Regions from separate parts of the Mus musculus genome. Here region 2 is linked to region 1. A link is a contact called in public capture Hi-C data. All regions are on one chromosome and are shown on one strand. The core of a region is the stretch at or near the end of the contact, and the rest is flanking DNA. Distances in the headings are between cores, read along the strand shown. Region 1 holds the start of Npy4r (neuropeptide Y receptor Y4). Region 2 holds the start of Gprin2 (G protein regulated inducer of neurite outgrowth 2).

Region 1 (4,536 bases), core at 597-3,096:
CACCAGGACCCATTGCCACTCTGATCCTTCTCCAGCACCTGGTCTCACACAGCTCGCATGTGGTACCCTCAAGCCCTGCCCTGCTCAGAGCCCACTTGTAAGGCAGGACTCCTCTGGCCCCATGGCTGGAAAGGATCAAACTCCCATACTTCCTGTCTCAGAGCTGAGGATCAACCCTATGCACAGCCAGTGATTAGCTCAGGATCATTCAAAATGGACCCCATGTGCTTCCTCCACCATCCGCCCAAAGATGAGGCTCCAGATAGACACAGAAAAGGCTGTGGCAACAAACATCCAAACGTCACTGCTATGAGCAGACTCCCGTGGACAACCTAGGGGATGCCTGGCTTGGAGAGGAGCTGAGCCCACTGAAGTAGGAGGATCAGAGTAGAGTGTTTGGGAGGAATTTTGGAAGACAGGCTGCAGATGCCTTTCCTCAAGAAGACAAGGCCTTACCTTACCCTGAGAGTTCGTGTTTCCTAGGAGACACAGGGTAGAAGATACAATTGGTTTTCATTGGCCATCCTACTAAACTATAAGCTATGCCACAGTCCCACCAGGAAGGCATTAGTGGGCTGAGCCCTATGGCTTGATCAGTAGTTGAGCTGTAAAGATGGCAAATTCGCGTGGTCCCATCTAACGCTAGCTCCAGTTAAACTTTCGTTTTTATTTTATATGTAGGCGTGTTCTGCCTGCATGTATATTTGCATACCACATGCATGTCTGGTGCTGAGATACACCAGAAAGAGAGACTGATATCTCCTGGAACTGGAGTTACAAATGGTTGCAAGCTGCTATGTGGGTGCCAGAAATCAAATCCAGGTCCTTAGGAAGAGCCACCAGTGCCCTTAACCACTGAGCCACCGGTCCAGCGCCATTGGTTCCATCTTAAGGAGGAGAGGTAGTGAGATGAGAGGCCCTGGCCAAGGTTACAGCTGTAGGAAGCAGAACTGGATCCCTGGTCAACCTGGCACCCCTCCTGCCAAACACAGATTTTTGGAAAGAAGAAAGAGAAGTGAGTTAGTGCCAACGCTGATGCACAAGTGGCCAGGAGATGTTAAAGACAGTTAAATATACCCCTCATCCATTGACAAAACCCCACTTACTACTCCTCTATGAAGCCAGGTCCCAGAGGAGCCTCTAAGGATGCTGGGATGTGGTTCAGACACGTGAAAGGGTGTCCCTGAAGCCCTCAATCCTCTGTTGGACAGTTCACTGGCCTGTCCCACAAGACCACTCAGAAAGCCCGACAATGAAATGGCCTGCCTCTTCAGCCCTAGGTCTGGAGAAGTGTTGACTTGACTCTCTCCTCCTGGTGACCACATTCACATTCCAGCGTTGCTGCCATCAAGTCCCCTAGGAACTGACAGGAGGTGATAGCCCTGGGTTGAAGGGGCGTACACCATGCAAAGTCAGTAAAACCCTGTCTGGACTTCATTTTGAACCGTGGACACAAGTGTGCAGCACCAATCCCACCCCCACCGGCACCACTGGCCCCAAAGTTCCTCTGTTCCCTTTCCTAATCAAAGGAAAAACAATGAACACGATGTGTCAATCACCCTAGGATGGACAGCTGCTGGCAGATGATCCTCTCCTAAATCCCCACAACCAGCCGCCAGTTCTGAATGCCTGCCTGCACACACTTTGACACTTCAGATAGACAGCTTACTTCCTCAGATGCACTCACCTGGCGAGGTACCAGACCACCACGTCCCAGGTGAGGAGACTGGAGCACCAAGCCCTGGTCTACTGTCTGTAGATGTGACACCAAGTCCTGGCTAGGAAGCCCTCCGGGCGCCCTGCTGCAGGGGCCTCAGCCAAGCAGCGCCCTCAGCGTCCTGGAAGATGGGTACCTTGACCTCTTGCTGAATCCCGCTGGGGCGAATACTGACTCTGCACTAGATCTGTTCCTCAGCCCCAGCCACACCGCTGGTCCTTGCCTGTGCCGGGAGTCCACACCCGCCCACAAAACTCTAGCACCGCCCACTTTGGGAGCCGCACCCACAGCCAGCCCCCAGGAGGCGAGGTGCTGGCAGCCCTAGAGTCAGACACACAAGTCAGCCTGCCACTTGCAGGCAAACTACACTGCATGTATACGCTCTAGCGCACGCTTCCTCCTCCTCTCTCTCAACCTGTTTCCTCAACCACGGAATGGACTTAAAATGTACTTTCCTACAGTGGGGAGTGGTTGCATTTTAATCCCAGACAGAACCTGGGAGGCAGAAGCTAGAGTCTCTGGGTTCCAAGAACATGGTGAAATCCTCGGGAGAAATCCAGGGATGATGGATAGACACCAGACACCTTTCATAAACTCATTCTACCTATTCAGCCCAACATGAACTGTGAGCCTTTTTGTCTGACTGTACACACAGAGCTGAATGACACAAGATCTGGTTCCGATGTCATATCATCAATTCAGAGCTCTGAGGCCTGGAGAAGCAGAAAAGAGTTAAGCACAGAAAAGGAATGAGTTAAGCTCCAGAGAGCAAGCTGACCTGTGTCCTCTTTAGATGGTGACCCAAAGAGAGGACACAGCAAGGCCTGAGGCAGGGCTGGGGGGGTTATTAGGGCAATGTGGCCAGAGGGAAAGAGGTGGGTGGGCTTCCAGAAAAACAATCAAGACAATCCTGAACAGACAGGCAGGGTTGCAGCAATGGATTCGATGATGGAGCCAGGTTATTGCTTCTAATACACTAAGGCAACCCCTCCCCCAAAGAGGCCGTGTGGTAAACTCATCTGAGCTTAGTGGACCTCCTGGGGTAACAGGATCATCCACACACAGGAACTCTTAGGTGGATCCCAGTGGAAATGGTTCCTAGCACTGTGGCCAGTGGTCCTTCAGAGGTGTACCTAAAACTGCACAGAAATTACCCTATTTATTCATCACAGCTGCTCTGAGAGCTGGGTATCCTCATCCCTGCCTCCCTGGTGAAGCAACAGGACCACAGCTGAGCCTAAAGTCGCTCCGCCCAGAAGCAGCCAGATTTGGGGCATAAACCCTGCTACGCCTTCAGGCTTCTGCTCACTGGCTGTGGTTTGTGCCTCTTACCTCTTCCTTAGGGACCACTCTCATCCCAGGTGGACAGGCTGCAATATGCTGCTTCTCCTTCAGGCCACCTTCCATGGCCCGACTGCATAATGCACTCCCACAAGCCTCCAGCTCTGCGCACAATCGAATGGGATGGCTGGACGATACCCTTGTCTCCTCACTCTGTATCTTCTTGTGTCTGTCACCATCCAGGCCTCCCATAGGTACACAAATGGAGGCAACTCTGACAGAGGAAGAAATTTATTTTACAGGACCTGATTATAATGGTAGCTCCTGGGAGGAGAACATCTGAAATCACTGGCCATTTAGAAGCCACTCAGCTCCAACAGAGAGAACCATGAACACTAGCTCCTGTGCGTATGCAGGAACTCAGACACCATCACGGTCACTGTCACCGTCCCAGGGCACTTATGAAGGGCCTGGCTGCCTGTAGAGCCTTTGGAAGCCAGCTTCCACAAGAACACATGAGAGCCACTACCAGTTTCAAAGGCCTGAGCACCCATGGGCTGGAGACTAACAAAGGAGCTAGCGGGAAGGGAAGCAAGCACCACTCCTGGGCCGGCTGCAGTGCTCACACTTACTCTAACTAGCTGTGCTCATCCAGATTCACTGGTGAGAAAACTGAGCCTTGAAAAGTGGGCTATTAAGCCGGGTATGGTGGCACATGCCTTCAATCCCAGCACTTGAGAGGCACAGGCAGGCGGATCTGTGTGAGTTCCAGGCCAGCCTGGTCTACAAACTGAGTTCCAGGAGAATTAGGGCTATTACACAGAGAAACGCTGTCTTGCCCAAAGAAGAAAAAGAGGAGGAGAAGGAGGAGGAGGAGGAGGAGGAGGAGGAGGAGGAGGAGAAGGAGGAGGAGGAGGAGGAGGAGGAGGAGGAGAGGAGCAGGAGGAGGAGGAGGAGCAGGAGGAGGAAGAGGGATAGTAAGAACAGGAGGAGGAAAAGAAAAGTGGGATATCCTCCAGAAAATTCACCTTGTACCTGGGAGGACAGGATTTAAGTCCAGGATTAAATGTCCTTTTCTAGGACCATATGACCCCTTAGAAGGTAGGTAGCATCTTGTAATTTACATCCCTAGTGTGACCAGTATTTTTCACACTATTAGACACTTTGTCTCTGCTGGGAAAAGGAACAGCGCCCTCTAGTGGTCTAGCACTGTGCTGAGCAGACCTCAGCACAGTGCTTCTGAACCATTGGGGGGAGGGGGGAGGAGCATATCACATGTTTACATTATGATTCATAACCGTAGGAAAATTACAGTAATGAAGTAGCAATGAAATAATTTTACGATGGGGGGGGGGGTCACAGCAACACAAAGATCTGTATTGAAAGGTCTCAGCACTAGGAAGATTGGAAACCATTGTCTTAGCGCAAGTACATCTAAAGAAACCACGTGGAAAACCCAGGAATATCCCCGACTCTCTGGTATCCCCACTCTCTGGCATCCAGGACCAGCTGACCTATCTGCAGAATTCTGCTGGCAG
Region 2 (4,536 bases), core at 1,480-3,979, 49 kb after region 1:
GTGTGTTTGAGCCTTTGGCTCACAGGCAGCAAGGACCAATGTCATTTGGAAGAAGTACCCCCAAATTTTTAGCACCATGCATCTGAAGGGACTTACCAGCCCCGGGGGAGGGAGGGCTCCAAGGGAAGCAGTTCTAGATAACCCCTGGTATATGGGGGTGGGGTGGGGGGTTCCAGCTCCTTGTCACCAACACGTGGGCTAGGCTGAGGAGATGGAGCCCCAGGGTGGGGAGGAAAGGGAGGCTCTGCTCCCAATACTGGCTCTTCTTTCTGCTGCACATTGCACAACTGCTCTTGGGTTTCTGTGAGCCTCACTGTACCCATTCTACAAATCTGAAGTAAGCCCTACCCCACTGGGTGGCTGTAAGGGCTGAACTTAATGGCATGACGTCATCATTCCCCTCCGTCATGGCTGTGACTTGAGACCACAGTGTTGTAGGAACTAGCACTGGGAAAGTGCTAGAAGCAAAGATGACCTTTTAGGAAGCCACCAAGACGCCCCACAGGGAAGCTTCATCATCCAAGTCTTGTCCCCTTCATCCTAGCCTGTGATGTCACCAGTTTCCCGGCAACCCCATCCATCATCACCCTTAAGTTTCCCAGGGCCCATTTGAAGCCCTTCATCTGGTAGACTATGTGCACACACAAGGCTGTGGTGTGGATGACACATGCCTAGAAAGCCATGTTGCAGTCATGGGCAGGTTCCAGTTTTACCCAAAAGAGATCCTGGGATGGGGCTAGAGAGAGAGAGAGCTCAGTGGTTAGGGACACATACGGCTCACGCACACACACTCACATTGGTCGGCTCTCAGCTCTCTGCAGCTTCAGTTGCAAAGGATCAAACACTCCTACTCACATGCACATACCCACACACTCTCTCCTGGGAAGGCGTTTTAGCCCCACACAAAAGGCAGACACACAGAGGTATCCAAGAGCACTAGTGTTGAGTAATACCTTAATGTCCTTTCTCCCACCGCGTCTAATGCAAACGCTGTGACAGCTGTGGATGACATCGTGTGGTCACTGTCCTCGGGTTCTACTGTCAACAACTAGAGTCAACCACCCTCACATGCAGCAACTATCAATGCCATTTTGAAGAAACACCCCCCTCCCCCCAGTTTTTCAGAAACTTCCAGACTAGCCCAAGCCTGAGTCCGTGGGCTCCACTTGGTTAGAAATTCTGATTCTCTCCCCAGCTGAGAAGCCTATACCTTAGGGGTGGACTGGGGAAGGCTTCTAAAGGGCCTATCTCAGACCACACTAAGTCATTCATGCAAGCAGCAGGCGCTTAGATGACAACCTCTGTGTCCAGAAAGCCACAAAAAGGCAAGCAAGTCGACAAAGGAGGGAGCAGGGTGTGAGAGGAGAATCAGGACTGCTCACAGAGTTAACATAAGGAAGTTGAAAGGCCCAGGTAGGGATAGCCCCTACAGATACCTCAAATCCCTTGTAGAGAGGGGTGTGGCCACCTACAACTAGTGGTTTGATCATGCCAGCGTGCAAATAAACGGCCTAACAGGAACACAAGCCGAATGGAGAACGCAGCAAGAGACATCCCTTAAGGTGGGTGGGGCAGCTCCAAGAATAAAATCAGTCCCTCGTAGCCTCTAACCTTATCGAGATGGCATAGAACCTAAAGGCAGAGAAATGCCAGGAAAGGGGTATGCATGAGAAAACAAGCTCCAAGACGCCACCCTGCTCACCATAGAGAAACCCCTAAGAGTCCCAGAACGCCTAAGAGTCCCAGGGCCTGAAACCTGTGAGGGTTTGCTCACTCAGGTGCTAACAGTGGGCTGAATGTGTCTCAGGGTCAACTGCAACTGCAGGAGGCCACTAAGATTGTACCTGCACTCCCCAGCACAGTGCCCCAGCATGGACACACGCCTCACTGTGGCCATGGCACAGGCGGGTTTACAGTGTGAACCTGCAGGAAAGAACGTTCATTCACAGCAGCACTCCGCATGCCAAACACAGGCCGCCCCTGCTGCGGTCAAAGGCCTGAACGCACCACACACCACGCAGCCTCCCTGGCCAGGGCTCCCTTCCCCGAATCTCCAGAGCAAAGCCCACAGTGGTCTTAGGGAGAAGTACACAACCCAAGTCTCGGATCTAGGCTACAGACCTTTCCAGGACAAAGACTCAAAGGATATGGGGCAGTGAGCTCGCTGGTAGGGATGCTCCTGAGCAGAAGAGGGCGGGGCGCTGGCAACAGAGGACAGGGTGGGGGATGCGGATGGAAGAGAGGAGAACCCGGGAGGGAAGAAGCAAAGGAAGGCGGGGTGGAGGCCGATGGGCTCCGGTCCGGGGCAGAGGAAAAACAAAAACAAAACCCGGAGACTGGGCAAAGGGAACGTGGAAAAGAGAACCGGAGAGGGCAAGGGGGAGGCAACCGTGCGGAGGAATGCGGCGCAGACAGCGGTGAGGAAGGGGTTCGGGGGTTCAGGAAGGGGGGCGCCGCCCACACCACCCCAGCACCCACCACGGCTCGTGTTGAGCCAGCCTCTCACCCTGTCGCCTCCAGGGCCGCAAAGGCCGGCGGAAGCGCTGCTCCTGCGGCCGCCACAGGTGCCCGTCGCCAAGATGGAGCCGCACTGGGTCTAGCCCCGCCGTGGTGCAGCCGGCCGCGGAGCCTGCGCTGCCAAGGGCCAGAAGGGGAAGCTGTCACCGGTACCCGGAGCAGGGGTGCTGGGGGTTTGAGGGGGGCGACTCACTCACCTAGGCGCGCCCCGCCTCTTCACGGCTCAGCGTCCCGGCCCCGCCCCCTGCCTCGGCTCCGCCCATGTCATTCCCTTAGGCTCCGCCCCCAAGACTGCCCATCCCCCCTTCCTGACCCTTCCCCCCCGCCCCCCCCCCCCCCAGCAAGGCTGTTTTCTCACTGGGCTCATCCATTTTGTGCAACCTTCCCGACAGAGCCGGCCGCTGTGTTCCAATCTCCCACCCCTAAAGGGCGCCATCGTCCTGCCCCAGTCCCTCCGTGCCCCACCTTGCCTTGCGTGGCTAGCTCCGGCAAATCCTCCAGGTCCCAAATTCACATCCTTAGAGATTTTCAATCCCTTGCTCTGACACCAGAATCCATTGACATTCCCTGTGGCCCCGCCCCCCCCCCATGTCCTTTATCTTCCTGCCCCACCTCTCACAATTCTTGGGCCTCCCACCCACCTCTTGAGACCTTTCCCCAGGTCTTGCTCTCTAGAGGCCTTGCCTGTTAGGGAGTCTTCAGGCCTGCTGGATCCAACAGCATGCTCTCAGCTCTAGACTCACCTCAGGGAGAAATCCAAGCTTGATCCAGTTCTTGAGGTTTACAATTGCAGTGTGGTCCTTAAGGAGTACCTGCCCAGCTTCATAGTCCCAAAGTCACACCCTCAGCCATGTCCTTCAAGGTCTACATTCTTGATAACCTGTCAGTCTATCCACTTCCAGGACCATTTCCACCCTTGCCCTCTGACCCAATCCCACGCTAGGATGGTTTCGCAGCCTACCTCAGGGATGCAAAGAGCTGACATGCACAGTGACTCCCAGTGGGGAGAGACCTCACTGGAGCCTCAACTATTTTCCTGTAATTCCCTGCAGTTCTGATATTTCCTCCCTAGATCCCACTGTGTCCCTTCCTAAAAGCTCTACCGATTCTGGGTTGCCTGATCCCATGGAAAGTCTAGGATCCCTATTAGCTTTGCTCCAGCATCCCCAGACACACAGGACAGGAAGCTACCCCACCTAGATCTGACCAGACCCAGTCCACCATCAAGGAGTCCCCAGGTACCCAGGGCCACAGGGTAAGAGGAGACTGGGCTTCTTCTGAGTCCCCATCTCAGAGAACTAAGTCCCAGTGTCACACTCCTTTGTTGACAGCAGCCCTGGAGCCCCAACTTGCCTAGGGTTGTTTACACTCTTCCCATGCAGTTATGGGGAACCAACACCATCTTTGTCTCTCTCCTAGTTATGGATGGCTTCACTATCTTCTCAGAAAGTCCTAGATTTCCTCCAGTCACCCCTTCCCAGCAGGTCCTCAAAGCATTCTCTCCAGTTTGGGAAAACAGCCATCCTGGAAGAGCTAAGCACCCTGACAGGGCTGCACAGGCCTGTGGAAGCTCTGCTTCTACAGCCACAGGTGTCCAGGCTTTAAGATGGAGCCCGAGCTACACTAGTTGGGTCTAACCAGCCACGGTGCAGCTCGCTGCAGCGCTTACTGGGTATACAAGTAGGGGCCGAGGGTTCTTGCTTCCTTGCTACTCACAGCCGGCCTGAAGGATCCTGTCCAAAGAGTCTATAGAAGATTTCTGCACCAGGGACACTAACCAACTCCTGTCCCTCCCAGAAATTGCCACTCTTCTCATCCTCATAGTCCCTTCCCACAGAAGTCACTTACATCCCAAGAAGGGATGAGGTAAATGTGACTACACTGAGAGGAGACTCAGAGCCCAAGCCCATAGCTCCTAGCTTCCAGGGCATCCTGAACAGAACTTTGCCATGTATGTGCCAAGGAAGCCTACTCAGGATTAGATGTCAATGGATGTCTGCCCTACTGGATACACACAGG

What was found. Capture Hi-C pulls out chosen DNA fragments and counts their contacts.
Region 2: a contact with region 1 is called in a capture Hi-C map of embryonic tail, with 7 times the contacts expected there. The contact joins the promoter of Gprin2 here to the promoter of Npy4r in region 1. A contact is called at or near these places in 22 of 39 promoter capture datasets (the 3T3-L1 cell line, 3T3-L1-derived adipocytes, the HPC-7 cell line and 14 more), 4 of 484 Hi-C or Micro-C datasets (embryonic stem cells and nephron progenitors), 4 of 115 datasets of contacts at active chromatin or transcription factors (craniofacial prominence, embryonic midbrain, embryonic stem cells and 1 more) and 5 of 9 other capture datasets (adipose tissue, embryonic tail, embryonic trunk and 2 more).

What each region holds. Positions count from the first base shown.
Region 1 is chr14:34,150,573-34,155,108 of GRCm38.p6, forward strand. Npy4r (neuropeptide Y receptor Y4) reads right to left here and starts at 1,847. Exons shown (of 2, transcript NM_008919.4): 1 at 1,688-1,847.
Region 2 is chr14:34,198,904-34,203,439 of GRCm38.p6, forward strand. Gprin2 (G protein regulated inducer of neurite outgrowth 2) reads right to left here and starts at 2,730. Exons shown (of 2, transcript NM_183209.2): 1 at 2,507-2,730.